Linked DNA regions of Mus musculus: regions 1, 3, 4 and 5 are each linked to region 2. Evidence: chromatin contacts called from public Hi-C, HiChIP or PLAC-seq and promoter capture Hi-C data. All regions are on one chromosome and are shown on one strand. Each heading gives the region's core, a stretch centred on a gene start, on an enhancer-like site or on the middle of the called end of the contact. The rest is flanking DNA. Distances are from core to core; before and after follow the strand shown. Region 1 overlaps Gm41534 (a long non-coding RNA gene). Region 2 holds the start of Rgmb (repulsive guidance molecule family member B). Region 3 has its middle 350 kb from the start of BC002059. Region 4 overlaps Gm41534 (a long non-coding RNA gene). Region 5 overlaps Gm41534 (a long non-coding RNA gene).

Evidence for each region. Promoter capture Hi-C pulls out the DNA fragments that hold promoters and counts their contacts. Hi-C and Micro-C count contacts between places; a contact is called where the count stands out from the background. HiChIP or PLAC-seq counts read pairs in DNA pulled down with a chosen protein or histone mark.
Region 1: a promoter capture Hi-C map of stem cell-derived epiblast-like cells shows a contact between it and region 2, with 5 times the contacts expected there. The contact joins the enhancer-like site here to the promoter of Rgmb in region 2. A contact is called at or near these places in 9 of 39 promoter capture datasets (the 3T3-L1 cell line, cranial neural crest, embryonic stem cells and 4 more), 4 of 484 Hi-C or Micro-C datasets (embryonic stem cells, muscle stem cells, myocytes and 1 more), 20 of 115 datasets of contacts at active chromatin or transcription factors (astrocytes, craniofacial prominence, differentiating embryonic stem cells and 10 more) and 2 of 9 other capture datasets (adipose tissue and embryonic stem cells).
Region 3: a contact with region 2 is called in a promoter capture Hi-C map of second pharyngeal arch cranial neural crest, with 17 times the contacts expected there. The contact joins the enhancer-like site here to the promoter of Rgmb in region 2. A contact is called at or near these places in 3 of 39 promoter capture datasets (cranial neural crest, hippocampal neurons and second pharyngeal arch cranial neural crest), 4 of 484 Hi-C or Micro-C datasets (cerebellar granule neurons, cortical neurons and muscle stem cells) and 12 of 115 datasets of contacts at active chromatin or transcription factors (SST interneurons, astrocytes, craniofacial prominence and 9 more).
Region 4: an H3K4me3 HiChIP or PLAC-seq map of embryonic basal ganglia shows a contact between it and region 2, with 6 times the contacts expected there. The contact joins the enhancer-like site here to the promoter of Rgmb in region 2. A contact is called at or near these places in 2 of 39 promoter capture datasets (both in embryonic stem cells), 17 of 115 datasets of contacts at active chromatin or transcription factors (the NIH/3T3 cell line, SST interneurons, VIP interneurons and 12 more) and 4 of 9 other capture datasets (adipose tissue, embryonic stem cells, liver and 1 more).
Region 5: a contact with region 2 is called in a Hi-C map of adipose-derived mesenchymal stem cells, with 2.2 times the contacts expected there. The contact joins the enhancer-like site here to the promoter of Rgmb in region 2. A contact is called at or near these places in 7 of 39 promoter capture datasets (3T3-L1-derived adipocytes, cranial neural crest, embryonic stem cells and 4 more), 5 of 484 Hi-C or Micro-C datasets (the C2C12 cell line, the STO cell line, adipose-derived mesenchymal stem cells and 2 more), 21 of 115 datasets of contacts at active chromatin or transcription factors (the NIH/3T3 cell line, astrocytes, a colorectal cancer cell line and 16 more) and 2 of 9 other capture datasets (adipose tissue and embryonic stem cells).

The regions. Positions count from the first base shown.
Region 1 is chr17:16,372,938-16,375,638 of GRCm38.p6, forward strand. The region is part of intron 2 of Gm41534 (a long non-coding RNA gene); the gene reads left to right. Among named protein-coding and RNA genes, the nearest start is that of Gm41534, 140 kb to the left of the region's middle. Within about 2 kb of position 1,329, at least 12 of the 459 cell types and tissues checked have an H3K27ac peak or open chromatin away from gene starts, as enhancers often do. A contact at or near this core is called in embryonic stem cells, muscle stem cells and stem cell-derived epiblast-like cells, where this site is marked.
Region 2 is chr17:15,829,815-15,832,514 of GRCm38.p6, forward strand. It overlaps Rgmb (repulsive guidance molecule family member B), which reads right to left and starts at 1,251. Exons shown (of 5, transcript NM_001372257.1): 1 at 807-1,251.
Region 3 is chr17:16,598,461-16,601,160 of GRCm38.p6, forward strand. No RefSeq gene overlaps it. Among named protein-coding and RNA genes, the nearest start is that of BC002059, 350 kb to the right of the region's middle. Within about 2 kb of position 1,426, at least 4 of the 459 cell types and tissues checked have an H3K27ac peak or open chromatin away from gene starts, as enhancers often do. A contact at or near this core is called in second pharyngeal arch cranial neural crest, where this site is marked.
Region 4 is chr17:16,443,282-16,446,106 of GRCm38.p6, forward strand. The region is part of intron 2 of Gm41534 (a long non-coding RNA gene); the gene reads left to right. Among named protein-coding and RNA genes, the nearest start is that of Gm41534, 210 kb to the left of the region's middle. Within about 2 kb of position 1,435, at least 10 of the 459 cell types and tissues checked have an H3K27ac peak or open chromatin away from gene starts, as enhancers often do. A contact at or near this core is called in embryonic basal ganglia, where this site is marked.
Region 5 is chr17:16,480,649-16,483,402 of GRCm38.p6, forward strand. All of the region lies in intron 3 of Gm41534 (a long non-coding RNA gene), which reads left to right. Among named protein-coding and RNA genes, the nearest start is that of Gm41534, 250 kb to the left of the region's middle. Within about 2 kb of position 1,318, at least 21 of the 459 cell types and tissues checked have an H3K27ac peak or open chromatin away from gene starts, as enhancers often do. A contact at or near this core is called in the C2C12 cell line, the NIH/3T3 cell line, the STO cell line and 3 more, where this site is marked.

The DNA.
Region 1 (2,701 bases), core at 79-2,578, 540 kb after region 2:
TAGAAAACAACAGCTGAATAAATCCTAGTACTCATGCCTTTTTACAGTGACCCCAGAATCCCAGTGGAAGATTTTCACTATTCTTTTTCCTAGTCTAGTTTTAATAGAAGCTTACATTTAAGAAGCCAAGAAGATCTTAATTTATTTGGGGAATATTACATTAGTTTTCTCAGAATAGTAAAGGCCATGGAAACCAAAATCTTGCAAAATGAAAAACAACAGATGTCACACAGCTGCTCTTCACGCCATAGCTATGTGAAGGGAGTCCTGTGACCTTCACACTGGCTTTGCCACTATTTCTAGTCAGCTGACCTTGGTGAATTTCCACAGATTATTTTTTCTCTTTACCAACTGGAAACTTTCCTTTTTTGAATTTTCTATTATGTATTTGTATAACTCAAATGGTTATGGATCTGAACAGAAATTCCCAAAAGATGAAATAAAAATGGCTAAAATGTCACTTAAAAATAGTTCACGGTCTCTAGCAGTTAGGGGAATGCAAATTAAAAAACAACTTTGAGATTTCATTTTTCCCCTGGCAGGCTGAATAAGACCAACAAAATCACCTAGAACAAATTCTGGCAAGGATGTAAGGAAAGGAGAACCCTTATACATTGTTGTTTTTGCAAACTGGTACAACTACTATGGAAATTAGTGTGGATTATTCTAAAAAATAAGATCAATTGCATGACTCGCTTATACTATTCCTTCTTATATGCCCAAAGGACTTAACATCCTCCTCTACAAGCACTTGCTTAGCACTGATTTTTGGCTGCTCTGTTCACAACAGTGAGGAAATGGAAACAACCTAAATGTTCTTCAACTGAAAAATGGATTAAAAAAAAAATCTAGTACATATACATAATGAACACTATTCAGCTGTAAAGAAAAATGAAATCACAAAATTTGTAGGTAAGTGAATGGAAGTTAAAATACTATTCTGAGTGGTATATAGCGCCAAACTTCGGCAGACCCTCTTGGTCCCTTGTTTGCATAGAATGGGTCTCTAGTTGCAGGTGGACAAGGAGTCGGGCGAATGAATGACAGACAGATGCAAAACAGGAGATTGTGTAGAATCTGAATGTATTGTCACAAAGTGAACACCAGTCTTAAATAATACAGAAAATAAAGGGGGTAGGATGTCACAGCAGGCAAAGTACATTGAAGTTACCTGACACAAAACAAAGGAATGACTTCAAAAGGACTTACAGGAACCAGGTAATATTTACAGTAAAGATAAAACCGCCCTGCCTAGGGTCAGCAAATGACAGGTAAGGATTTCACACCCTAGTCACAATTTGTGCTACTCCTTTGAGCCTTGTTAAAGCTAGCACCAGGGGGTTCTGCTCTAGCAGGCCTTCTCATGAATAATGCAATACCACAACCCCCCTCTTTCCTAGGCCTGATAAATTCTTGTATGAGTGTAACTTGGCTGTTCTTTTAAGTATCTGTGGAGAATCTCCATTTGTCAGAAGAATTCACCAACTTGCTTCTAATATGCAATGTAGACTGCTATACCTGGCTGTAGTGAAGATTCCTGTCTCAGTGGGATTCCCTAACTTTTACATGGTAAACCCACCTATTAGCTAGGCCATTGTGTATTCCCTTGTTTGGGTAAGACTGGCTACTGTCCCAAGTAAACACTCTGCAGACCAGCCCTGAGCTATTCTGGCTCTGTTCTTTGTAATGCCTAATTAGTTTCAATGTCTCTACTAGAAGTAAATTTGAATGTTCCTGAATAGGTAGCCTTCTTACTGAATTCCTACTGAATTCCAAGTTTGTCGACTTCAAGGATTTTCTGGGACATTGGAACACTGGCGAAGGCTTAGCTATGTCAGAATTCAATCTTAAAAGGCACTTATAATAAAATAATACTAAAAGAGAGCACGTGGATCCATACACCAGACTAACGCAGGGATAGGGTATGAGTATACGGGTTATGAGAACGCCAAGGTTCCAGGAGGTGAGTTTCTCTGAAACTCTTTGCCTCATGAGTGCTTCCAGGCTTCTCAGCCTGTCAAGCAGACTACACTGGAGTGTGTGTAGCAATTCCCAACCCCCACATTTTGTGGCTCTTGGCTCCAAATCATCATATGTGAGAGCACAACCTGGTACAACCACAGCAACCAGGAAAAGTAAAAGAGACAATGGGAGGATGGGCCAGATGGAGCTTTAGAGAGGAGGGTAGCTGGATATAGGTGCTATAAAGGGGAAGATGGGCAAAACAGTAGGAAGGGGCTTTCTTGGGGAGGGGAGAAGAAGGCAGTATGGGAGTTGATGGAAAAATAAATAACAATAAGGGTATTTGAAAAGACTATAGGGAATCATTTTATTTTATATTTACTTAAAATTATATATGCACGGATACATATATGTTCATATACATACATGCAAATACATATACATTCACATCCACATATACATAGTTGAAATGAAGTTATGCCACTTGGGGTGATAATGTTCTCTGAAAGAGTGATAGACTATGTAACAAAAATCTCGGCACTGTGCATAAGAAATATCCTTTCAAATTATTGATTATATATGCACAGTAACTCCAAAACAATTATAGGTTATTGATTTTGCCTCTGACTAATTCACAGAATTCAAAGGTAAAGCCCCTATTACTGAGAATACCAAAAATTTTAGACAGAGAATTAGAAAGAATATAACCTGGTCTGGCCAAGCTCTGAAGACTGATTTC
Region 2 (2,700 bases), core at 1-2,500:
CAGTAGGGCTCGCTTCTGGCTCTCAGGGCTAGAAGCGGCAGGTGCAAAAAGCATTTGGGAGCCGCTTGCCAGTGCTTGGAGGTAATGTGCTTCCTGTCCATTTATCTCAGGAAACCAGCACAGCCTTCCCTTCGAAACAAAATTAACCTCTCATTAGCCAGCCACTCACTCCCAAGAAGGCCTTAAAAGCTTTACCCTCTCACTAATGTATTTAGGCTTTTCTTCCAGGCAAACGAAGCCGAGGCTGTACTAACATCAGCCCCAGGGGTTCCTATGGGCTCCCTCAGGAGCCAGCCAGCCTTTCACCAGTCTAGTTTGGGAAATTGGCCAACACAGGATCCCAGTTTGTAGAAGCAGTCCGACCCAACACCCCTGAACGAACTTCACACCACCCCCGCCCCCACGATAAGTTTGTCTCTGTTTTCTTGGGCTCCTCTCACATTAAAGCTTCAGCTCCATTACCCCCGAGGAATGGGGAAGGGAATGGGGAAACTTCAGTGGCCAGCTGTTCCCAGGTCATAGGAGGCGACTGTCCCTTAGGGGAAGCGTCTACGGAAAGCTGGGGGTTGGGGAGCAGCCTTCCTTAGACTCTAGTCGGTTCCAGGCATTGCAAATTAAACGTGGCCAGGAGCTTTTGGAACGCCAGGGCTTTCTCACCCTGGACCCCACAGCCCGGAGCCTGGCAGATTTATACCACACAGGTGGACCAAGACCTAAACAAAACAGTCCCGGCCGCTGCCTGCTATTCGCCCCCCCCCCACCGTCCTCCGGGCCCACCGCAAACTTCAACAAAATAAACAACTCACCACAGGCATTCCCTTGTCTGCAGCGCGACGCTTGCCAGCTGGGAAAATAAGCCGCAAGCCACGCGGCCGGGGCGCAGGAGGGAGGCCACGCCGCGCCCGCCACTCTGCCCCAGGTGGGCGGCAGGCGGGCGGCTCCACCCGGGGGCCGCTCTCCAGATGCCGGTTCCCGAGTGAGCTCCGGGGCAGTGCTTGCACCCTGCCAGCCAGCGGGGCCTCTCTGTCACCTAGGCGGAGAGGGCGGGGAGACAGGTCCCTCTCCCCAACTTCCTCCAAACTGTTCTCTTCCCACCCCTGCCCCACGGCCACAGAGGCAGACAACCTCTGCAGCGCCGGTCCCCAGTCCACCGCTCTACCCTACTGTCCTGCTGGAGACCCGACGGCAGGGAGCGTGGTACGCCTCTCCCCGTTTCCAGGTCCTGCTCTCTCCTCTCCCGCGGTCCTACACACCGGCTTGCACAAAGGCGCCTTTCACGCCGCCAGCGCCGCCCTCTGCGCCGCCCTCCGGGCCCGCAGCGCTGCCTTTACCCACCCGGCTCATCACGGTCCTGCTGCGGGCTCTGCCTGTTGTCAGCCGGACGCGTGCGGTGTTCGCACTCCGCGCCGCCACGACGGCAACAGACCCCCCTCCCCTCGATTTTTCTCCTCGCTTTTTATAGCTGTCCATCAGTGCCCTCAAAAGCACGTCCCTCCAACTATCCTCTAGGGTCTTCCTACTGCGTGTAACTGTGAAGGAGGTGACAGGGATGGTCCTCTGGACGTGTGCGAGCACAAGAGGGTTATCGTTCCTGTCCACCTGAGGTGCCAATATGACTTGGCTTCACGTCGAGAGAAAGGGTAGAAAGAAACCCCTTAGACCCAAATGAGAAAGTGTATTGTAAAAGAACTGGCTCAGGAAATGTTTCAGGACGACGTCCTTTGCATCCCGTGGAAGGAGATGGGGGAGGGGAGATCGAGCTATGTTCTCCAGGGTGATTCTTTTTTTTTTTTTTTTAATAATACAAAGTAAATTATGATTTTATTGTGAAATTCTCATAGATGGAAAATTAAATTGAATATTTATTCTGTCCATTTTTCAATTTACAATAATCTTACCACTTATTTTTGTACCATGTATTTCAATTGTCTGTTTAGTGAAAAATAAACCTGTAATTTCTGGCTTATTTTTAGTTTAATATTTTATCATTAAAGACCTCCAGGGTGATTCTTGAGCTTCATAGATAGTTAGCGGCAGCTCACTCATTCTAGAACAAGAGTGCGGTTTTGTTTTGTTTTCTTTAGTTAAGACAAAACTCTAAGCATCTGGGCTCAGGTAGTTAGTTAATCCTTATCCTCCCCAGATCGCCTTCTCTCCACTAACCTTTACCTGCAGTTTCTCCATCTAACGGTAGGGGCAGCATAGGGTAGTATAAAAAAGGGCGGGACTTCGAGGGTTTAACTTCTGAACCTTGGGTTCACTATCAAGAAAAATGTGGAAGGTTGAGGACTCAGAACTCCCAGGTTCAGAAATTCAATAACAAAAGACCCCTCGTCATATTCCCTGTCTGGATTTTTGCATTTCATTTTCCGTTATCTTCTCTAAATACCAATCAAATTGGGGAGAAAACCAAACCAAACCAAACCAAACCAAACCAAACAAAAATACCTTGAGTCCGTTTAAGGTGTCTGTAAGATACACTGGAACCTGCTCTATTTGGTATTGAGAACAACAACAACAACAACAACAACAACAACAACAACAAAAGGTGGCGGTGGTGGTGTTGGGCTCAGTTAGTGGTCCTACAGAAACAGGAATTTTAATGTCCCCACTTGTTTTGCCTTTGAAAAGCCACTTGAGCAATCAGCCCAGCAGAGCTTTAATTTAGAAACTAAAGCCTAGTCTCCTGTGTTTTTCCTT
Region 3 (2,700 bases), core at 176-2,675, 770 kb after region 2:
TGTGACAGTTTAGCCATAACTATAAGGAGAATCCTGTGGTGTGAAATCAGAGAAACAAGAAAAGAACTCTGATTCATTTAAAAGGAGAAAACTACACAAAGACATCAGGAGCCTGATATGTGAGTTCCTGCTTCTCCATCTGGAGCATCAGGTTCAGACTGCAAATGCATCACAATATTCCTACATTGTGACTCTATATGGCCTTGAGGTCATTTTAATATAATTATCTAGATAGCTATTGGTTTCTTGATACTGTTGCATAGCACGAAAGTGAATTTGTCACAAATGTCTAAAATAGCAACTTTAAACTGTTACTATGCATTAGAACCTCTTAAAATGTTTCTTTAAAAATTAACAGTGCCCTAGTCCTGACTCATTTATTGTGGGTAGAAACCAAACCCCCATTTATTTTCTAATGGTTCCTAGTGTTCTAGCTTGAACACAATTGAAAAATGCAGGTTAAGATTATGAATGGTTATCACTATGTTCAAAAGATACAAATTAAAAAAAAATAAATTGACATGGACCTTTCCTATATAATTTAAAGATACACTTGAAAAATAAATTAATGTAAATTTCATTCAAGTGGTTGACATGCCATCAAAATATATATTTTGATTAATGGAGATTTCAAAGTGGAGACAATAACTTTTCCTTTTCATCAAATGTTTAGGGATATATCTATACAGCTAATAGAGCATCAGGAAGAAAGAAAAATAAAGATGAGGTGGACTCTATTAGTCAGAGAGAGATGGAAAGTACAAACACTACTTTCTTAAGAAACTTTGGAGTAATATTTTAAGTATGAAATATATATCTTCTTCCTTCCTGCCCATATCTGTTTCTTGTGAGTGGAAATTTATTTTATTAAAACAATCACTTTTTACATTGTATAAAATTCTCTAAGGTTAAACAAAATAATATTTAAAAGTCTTAACATAGTTCTTTGACTAACAGTCTCACACACACATACACACACACACACACACACACTCGTACACACACGTACACATATGCACATAGACTGTGGGCTGAGACTAGCAACATTGACATTCTATCCCTACTCTTAATCTGAAAAAGAGAAAATCATTAGGAAAGAGTTTTGTGCAAGATCGAAATGACAAGGTGTCTTCAGGACATTCAATGGTATTTTGCTGAAACTACAGTGAAATTGCCAGTTTCCACTGACATTCTTTAGCAATTTGGTAGTTAAAGCCTTTGGGTTACAAATGAGAAATTTTTCATTTCAAACATCTGTGGATATTTAACTTTCCGGGAAAATTGGCAAAATTATCCTTAAGGATAAAAGACACTTGATAATGATATCAGCCATCCATCATCTCAGTCATTCCAGCAGAGAAACAGACTCAGAAAATTGGCACCATGCTGGACTCCTGCCTCCTCGCCCTTGCCAAACTGCTTTGCTTTCTTTCAAGTGCCCCATGCAGTGTTTGCATGGTGAAAATTGCTCACATAAGCACTCACAGGGACTGACAGGTGGTCAGTGAAAAGCATGAAAAATGCTTCCAAGTGGCCTTGCACCAAACATGTCACTCTGATAGAGAACGTGACAGTGAGACAAGTTGCAATGGGAAAGTAGGAACCAAAAGAAGAAAAACGAAAGGGAGAGAGAGAGAGAGAGAGAGAGAGAGAGAGAGAGAGAGAGAGAGAGAGAGAGAGAATGAGAATAGAGGAAAAATATAGCAGCTGAAGATGAATTGTCAGCTTGTCAGCACCGAGCTTTCATTTCTATGTCATTCACGACTGTGCCACTGTTTTAAGGGTTGATGCTCGTTCATTCTTTTACTATGAAACAGGTTTTTTTAATTCGATGAAAATCACCTCTGATCAAACAGTGAGTAAGCCATAGTAAACAATTTTCTTATATACTTTTTATGTTACTACTTGATATCAAAACTAACATTCTCCAAAGCTTTGGAGCTCCTGCAGGATTTCAAGGGAATCCAGAAGGCATGCATATGTGTGTGTGTGTATATATATATATATATATATATATATATATATATATATATATATATATATATATATATATATATATATATATATATATGCAGTATGAAATATACCTATGCCATGTGTTTTTCTTATGAAGACATAGCAGATATGCAGATGTTACATGAAAAGGCTACTAAAGTCTCATTTCCACTTATGTGCTGGTGTGAGAGTGTGAGTTTAAATATTTTTGATAGACTTCAACCAAACTAATAACTTTCAGTAGTTTAAACACAAAAATAGCTGATAAATTTGGTTGTTGTTGTTTTTTTTAATTTTCACAGGCAACATAAAGATTTATTGAAGTGTAAAGCAATGAGTTTGTTATTGCTATGTTCTCCTGAAAGTTTAGATTTTATATAAAATTATTTTTGTTATACAAACAAACTGGGTTTATTAGTGTTTTATTCAAATACTGCTTTGAAGAAGTATGTCTAAATATCTCAGCTTTAACTTTTAGGTCAGTAGTCAATAAGTAAATAAAACCCACATAAACTAATTCTTTTGGAGGTCCCTAATAATTATAAGGTTTTCTAAGAACAAATGCCTAGATAACTTCTGTTTAAACCATCTATCAATGCTATTAATTAGAGGTGACATACTTTGCATCATTTGTGAGTTTTTTTCTTTCTTGAAAAGCTGATTGTATACTAGCACTGACCCATTGGTTTCCAATATCATTATTTA
Region 4 (2,825 bases), core at 185-2,684, 610 kb after region 2:
GATATGGACACACTTCTCTGAAGGCTGGCTTTCATGGTAGCAGAAGGGACCATGCAACCTTTTAATGGAGGATCAACAATCCAACACAGGTATGACACCTATGAATCACATCAAAGACAATGTGGTATAATTACTCTGGGATTACATACCTGTCTGGTAACCAACAGCTCTCTAATTAGACTTAAGACCTGATTAAGAACAAGAAAATTATTCCTGGTATTGGAAACTTAGCTAAATACTCCGTGATAGTGAAGTAATGGTTATTGGAAGAGAATCTACAATTACTAATTTACTAAACAATCATAATGTCAAACAATAACCCATAAACATTTGTCCTTACAATCACAGAAAAGTATAATCTTTACTTCTCATCAAGGAAACTTCTCTTTGAAACAGAAGACCACTGCAACCAATCAAAATGCAGAGTTGTGGACCACTGTGGAAGATGGAACAGAAAGATTTTAAAAGTCAATTATTTGCATCTCTTATTACTATCAGAAGATACACCAATTAAATTCTCACCGTTACTGTTCATATGTCATAAGAACAAGACAAGAACAAGAGACTTGTCAAATTGGTTGAGCGGAATCCATGAGGCCTCAACCATACACAGAGAACTATAGGCAAGTGAGAAAATCTGGAAATGGGAAGAGGTGGCCTTCTACAGAGAAAAGCACAGCACTGATTATCAAGTGCCAAATGATCAACCCTAAATACATACTTGCAGTCCATTTTATGATCTGAACACGTTATATTTAGAAATATAAGTGGATATACATATATGCAATAACAATTAGTGAATAAAAGGCTATAAATTTGAAGAAGAGCATGGGAGTATGTAGGAGGACTTAGAGGGAGGAACAGAAAGAGAAAATGTTGTGATGAAATAATAATCAAAAAGTAGATGAAAGTGAAAATATTATTAGGACTTTGTGAGACTGTTTTCATTGTCATGTAATTGAAAAATACTTAGCTTAAAATCATTTTTCTGTAAGTAAATTCCATGAGAAATCTCAAAATAAAGAAATGAAGGAAGGAAGGAAGGAAGGAAGGAAGGAAGGAAGGGAGGAAGGGAGGAAGGGAGGAAGGGAGGAAGGAAGGAAAGGAGGAAGGGAGGAAGGGAGGGAGGGAGGGAGGGAGGGAGGGAGGGAGGGAGGGAGGAAGGGAGGAAGGGAGGAAGGGAGGAAGGAAGGAAGGAAGGAAGGAAGGAAGGAAGATAAAAGGAAGGACCGAAGAAATCAAGGGAGGAAGGAAGAATAGCAGTTTTTCCAGATGTGACTGATCTGTATCCTTAACATCTCACTAATACACCGACCTCTCAAAGCCTTCCTTCAGCATCCAGGGGTTACCTCAGAGCTCTTGCACAGGCACACTCTGATCTGGTTATCTGTTAGAAGTGCTGACTGCAAGGCTCTAATGAAGGGAAATCTGTTTTGACATAATCAGTTCTGTTGGATGTGTTGTTAGAAACCATGCAATAAGCCAGCTGCACACAATACCGCTAATTCCCGCTGATTGGTCTTTGCCAGCTTGTCACAACCCTGAATACCAGCTTTTGAAGAAGCACAGACCCAGGGCAATGAATGCTGCCAGACTTCACCTTTCTAGGGCTGTTACTCCAGGCCTTAGAAAGACAATGTAGTTAGACTGTGTTAGCCTGCCATAATGATCCAGGCCCCACATAGATAGCCTGCACAGGGAAAGGGATTAGGACAATTTCTTAGTAAAACAGAGAATGCAAAGATATTCTTGGTTTATTTTTTACTTATATTTTAAAAAGAGAGGAGCTGTGAGACTGCAATATAGATAAAAAAAATACCAGGAGATTAATAAACTTCCAGTTTGGGTTTACCAATGTCCTTTATGTTTCATATGTTTTCAAATTTCCTCTGAGTTTGTAGTCTTAACTCCCTTTTCATTGTTTAACTAAAAAGTGTTTTGTTAACTTGCTAGGTTGTGACTGTTCAGAAGGTTGGCATGCTAGCATTTGATATAAGTGAAATAACTTGATGGAATGTAACCAGATCATATTTTTAAAGTTTTATTATTAACATTTACAACAAGTATTATAAACATACTTTATCATAGACATTTTAGAAAATAAGTATGAATGTATGTATTCCTCAAAAAGTATATAAATGTGTCAGTAGACTTTCTGGATGCATATCTATAGACAGGTCTGAGATATACAACAGGAACATGAAAAATACTACATTACCATCTCTCTCCTTCTGCCAATACATATTATTAGCATGGTTTAAGATCTAATGGGTTTTATACTCAGTACAGTTTTTGATTTTCAAAGGATATTATTATAGAAAACAAAACTTTATGGGAGTCACTTATGTACATGTTATATATTGTTACAGGAAATAATTTTTATATTGATGCTATCTCTTTAGCCAGCTTGAGTATATTTCATCTCAACAATGACACTACCCCTTCAGCTTGAGCCAATGTATCTAGTAGCAGCAGGAGATCCAGTTATAAACTATACTCTAAGGATCAGATTAAAATGCGGTAAAAATGCAGTTAGTTGATGCCAGTGCTGGCAGGCAATATCAGATCACAAGCTCATTTCCTGTTTTTTTTCTCAAGCTCATTAAAAAAATTATTAGATATTTTCTTGATTTACATTTCAAATGCTATCCCAAAAGTCCCCTATACCCTCCCCCAGCGCTGCTCACCTATCCACCCACTCCCACTTTTTGGCCCTGACATTCCCCTGTACTAGGGCATATAAAGTTTGCAAGACCAAGGGGCCTCTCTTCCCAATGATGGCTGACTAGGCCATCTTCTGCTACATATGCAGCTAGAGACACGAG
Region 5 (2,754 bases), core at 68-2,567, 650 kb after region 2:
CATCCACAATAGCATATGAGTTTCGTGTCTGTATATGGGATGGATCCCCAGGTGGGGCAGTCTCTGGATGGCCTTCCCTTCAGTCTGATTTCTAACCTCATGTCACTTCCTCTTTCATTTTCTCATTCTGAGTTTGACTTTTCCATATTCCTCTTGACAAGAACCTTGTGAGCATATTAAAACTAGGGAGAAAGTACAGAATAATACTCTTTCTGAAGAATCTGTCACTTAAGTCATATCTTCAATGTTTTTCTGAACATGCATGGCACAAAATCCACTAGTTCTGGGATTTGGAAGCAAATATCTTTGAAAAGCCCATATTTTAAAGGTCATGTTCTCATTACACTTTCTCTTCTGGAATGAGCTGGTGGTATTTGGCCTAGAAATAGAGGGGCAAATGAAACCTTATATGTTGTCTTTATAGGTCAACCCTCCTGACTACAAAGATTGATAGATTTAGAGGAACTGTCATAGATAGAAGCTGTTATGTAGGAATCAACACTGTTATTATGTACCATATTAGTTCTATCCTACCAATTTCACAACTTAAATAATCCCTTTGGTTTATAAGTTTAATTAGTTTGATAACTGCCATGATTCTACTATACAAAATTTTTAAATTAAATGTGATTGTCAAATCTAAAAATAAGGATGAACAAGTTTATAGAAATGTCGGTTTATCAGATTTACTGAAAATTTGTTTCTCTCAAAATCTTTTTATGTCTAGGAAAACAGAAAAAAGGGTAATTTTTCATGATAGAATTCTCAGGATTCACATGTTTTAAAGTAAATAATGCTTTAGATAGTTAAAATAAGCATGATAACTATACATTTTTATGATTGTGCAGATGCTTTAATTATTTTTATCTAAAATAATTGCAATTATGTCATTGGGTTTTAGGACTCTATTTTAATTTTAAGTCAATATTTTCATATTGAAGTGAAAATTACAAGACCAAGTAAATATAAAGCATCTTTAAGGCATATGAAAATAATTTAAATCTATTAAATATGTGGGAGGATATTTTAGAAAAGAATAATATGAAATAGAAACATTTTTTATCCTGATACTATACCATAAGAGACAAAGCTCTGATTATGCAGTTAAAGTGGTACTCGTAAGCATTATGAATTAAACAGGAGAGCTATAGAGAGTGTAGCTTCTTTTTGCTTTAGAATCTTTGTTTCGAAGGGCTCTTGGTTTATAGGATAATAGCTGTTATCTCATAGATTGTGGCCCATGCCCCAGAGGATGTTTGTGAAATATGTTACTGTGGTCATGAGTCATCCTAGCTACTGCCAATATCTCTTCATTTTGTGGAGTTAGAGGAAGGTGACTCAGTTAAGTCAATGTAATGGATGCAACACATTGTGAAGGATCTGTCATATGCATCCCGTATTGAAGGCTTTCTTTTTCTGAGGGCTGCTGTTTCTTTTTGTAGTATATTTCCCAAGAATGTAGAGATCTTTCATGAAAATATGTATTCACACATATTACTTATGTTCCCCGGAAGGTGGTAGATATTCATTTCAGGCATTGAAGCATTTAACCATGTTTGATTGTATAAGTGGGCCCGTTAGTGCAATCAAGAAGCAACTTCCTGAATTAACATTTCCTCAAGACACACATATTCTGCAAGGCAAACTATCCTAGGAATCATTAAGATGAACCTTGCTCCCAGATTTCTCGTTATAGGCTTTTCCTCTTGTTTCTCTTATCTTTCTTTTAATTTACTTATGTTTAATAGATAGCAATTAAAGCTTTTGTTCACATTTAAGAATTAGCAAAATTATATACCTCTCATCCTAATGCAGAAAAAGAGTAAGGTTATCTTGGTTTTGTTTGTTTATATGTTTGTTTGTTTTTTCTAAATATTTCCCAAATCATTCTTAGTTTTCTACCATTTACCTCATTCTCATGTATTTAAGTATAAGAAGGAACTATATAATGTTAGGCATGGTAGCACACACTTTTAATCCCAGTATTCAGGAGGCTGAGACAGCTGAATTGTACGAGTCCCAGCCTAGTCTATATAACAAGTTTCAGAACAGCCAATACTATTTAATATTGAGACCTAGTCTCAGAGAGAGAGAGAGAGAGAATTGTATAATCATCACACATATTAGAATTGAAAAACTGTTAATATGTGCATGTAAATCCATTTGACATCATTTCACTTTAAAGAATTATTTATCTAAGATTGTTACAATTATTGAACATTAAAGGCAGAAAAAGAAGAGTTTTTCCTCTTTCATCTATTTACTCAATAAACATTATCAAACAGGCACTATGAGCTTGTATTGTAGCATGATTGGCTATGTCTGTTCCTCTCTCTCTCTCTCTCTCTCTCTCTCTCTCTCTCTCTCTCAATCTCTGTGTGTGTGTGTGTGCATAGACTGTAGTTTTAATACATATTTAAGTTTGTGAAAAGTTGTGTTTATTGATATATCAATGACACAAATATACTAAGTAGTATGTATTTTTGATACTCAAAATTGATGCTAGGTTTAATTCGAGTTTAATAATCACAGATTGTACAAGTGAGGAGATATGAAATTTGATATTAGGAAATAGCACTTTTTACAGAGATAATCATAGCCTAGTATGAGAAGATAATCATAGCCTAGGATGAGTTGCACAAAGTAGTGATCCGTGAACGTAATTTCTGGAAAAGAAAGACCATTCTCCATATATTTTCAAAGAAATTAATGCCGAAAGGGAAAGGGAAAGAGTGACAAAATTGAGGAAGGATA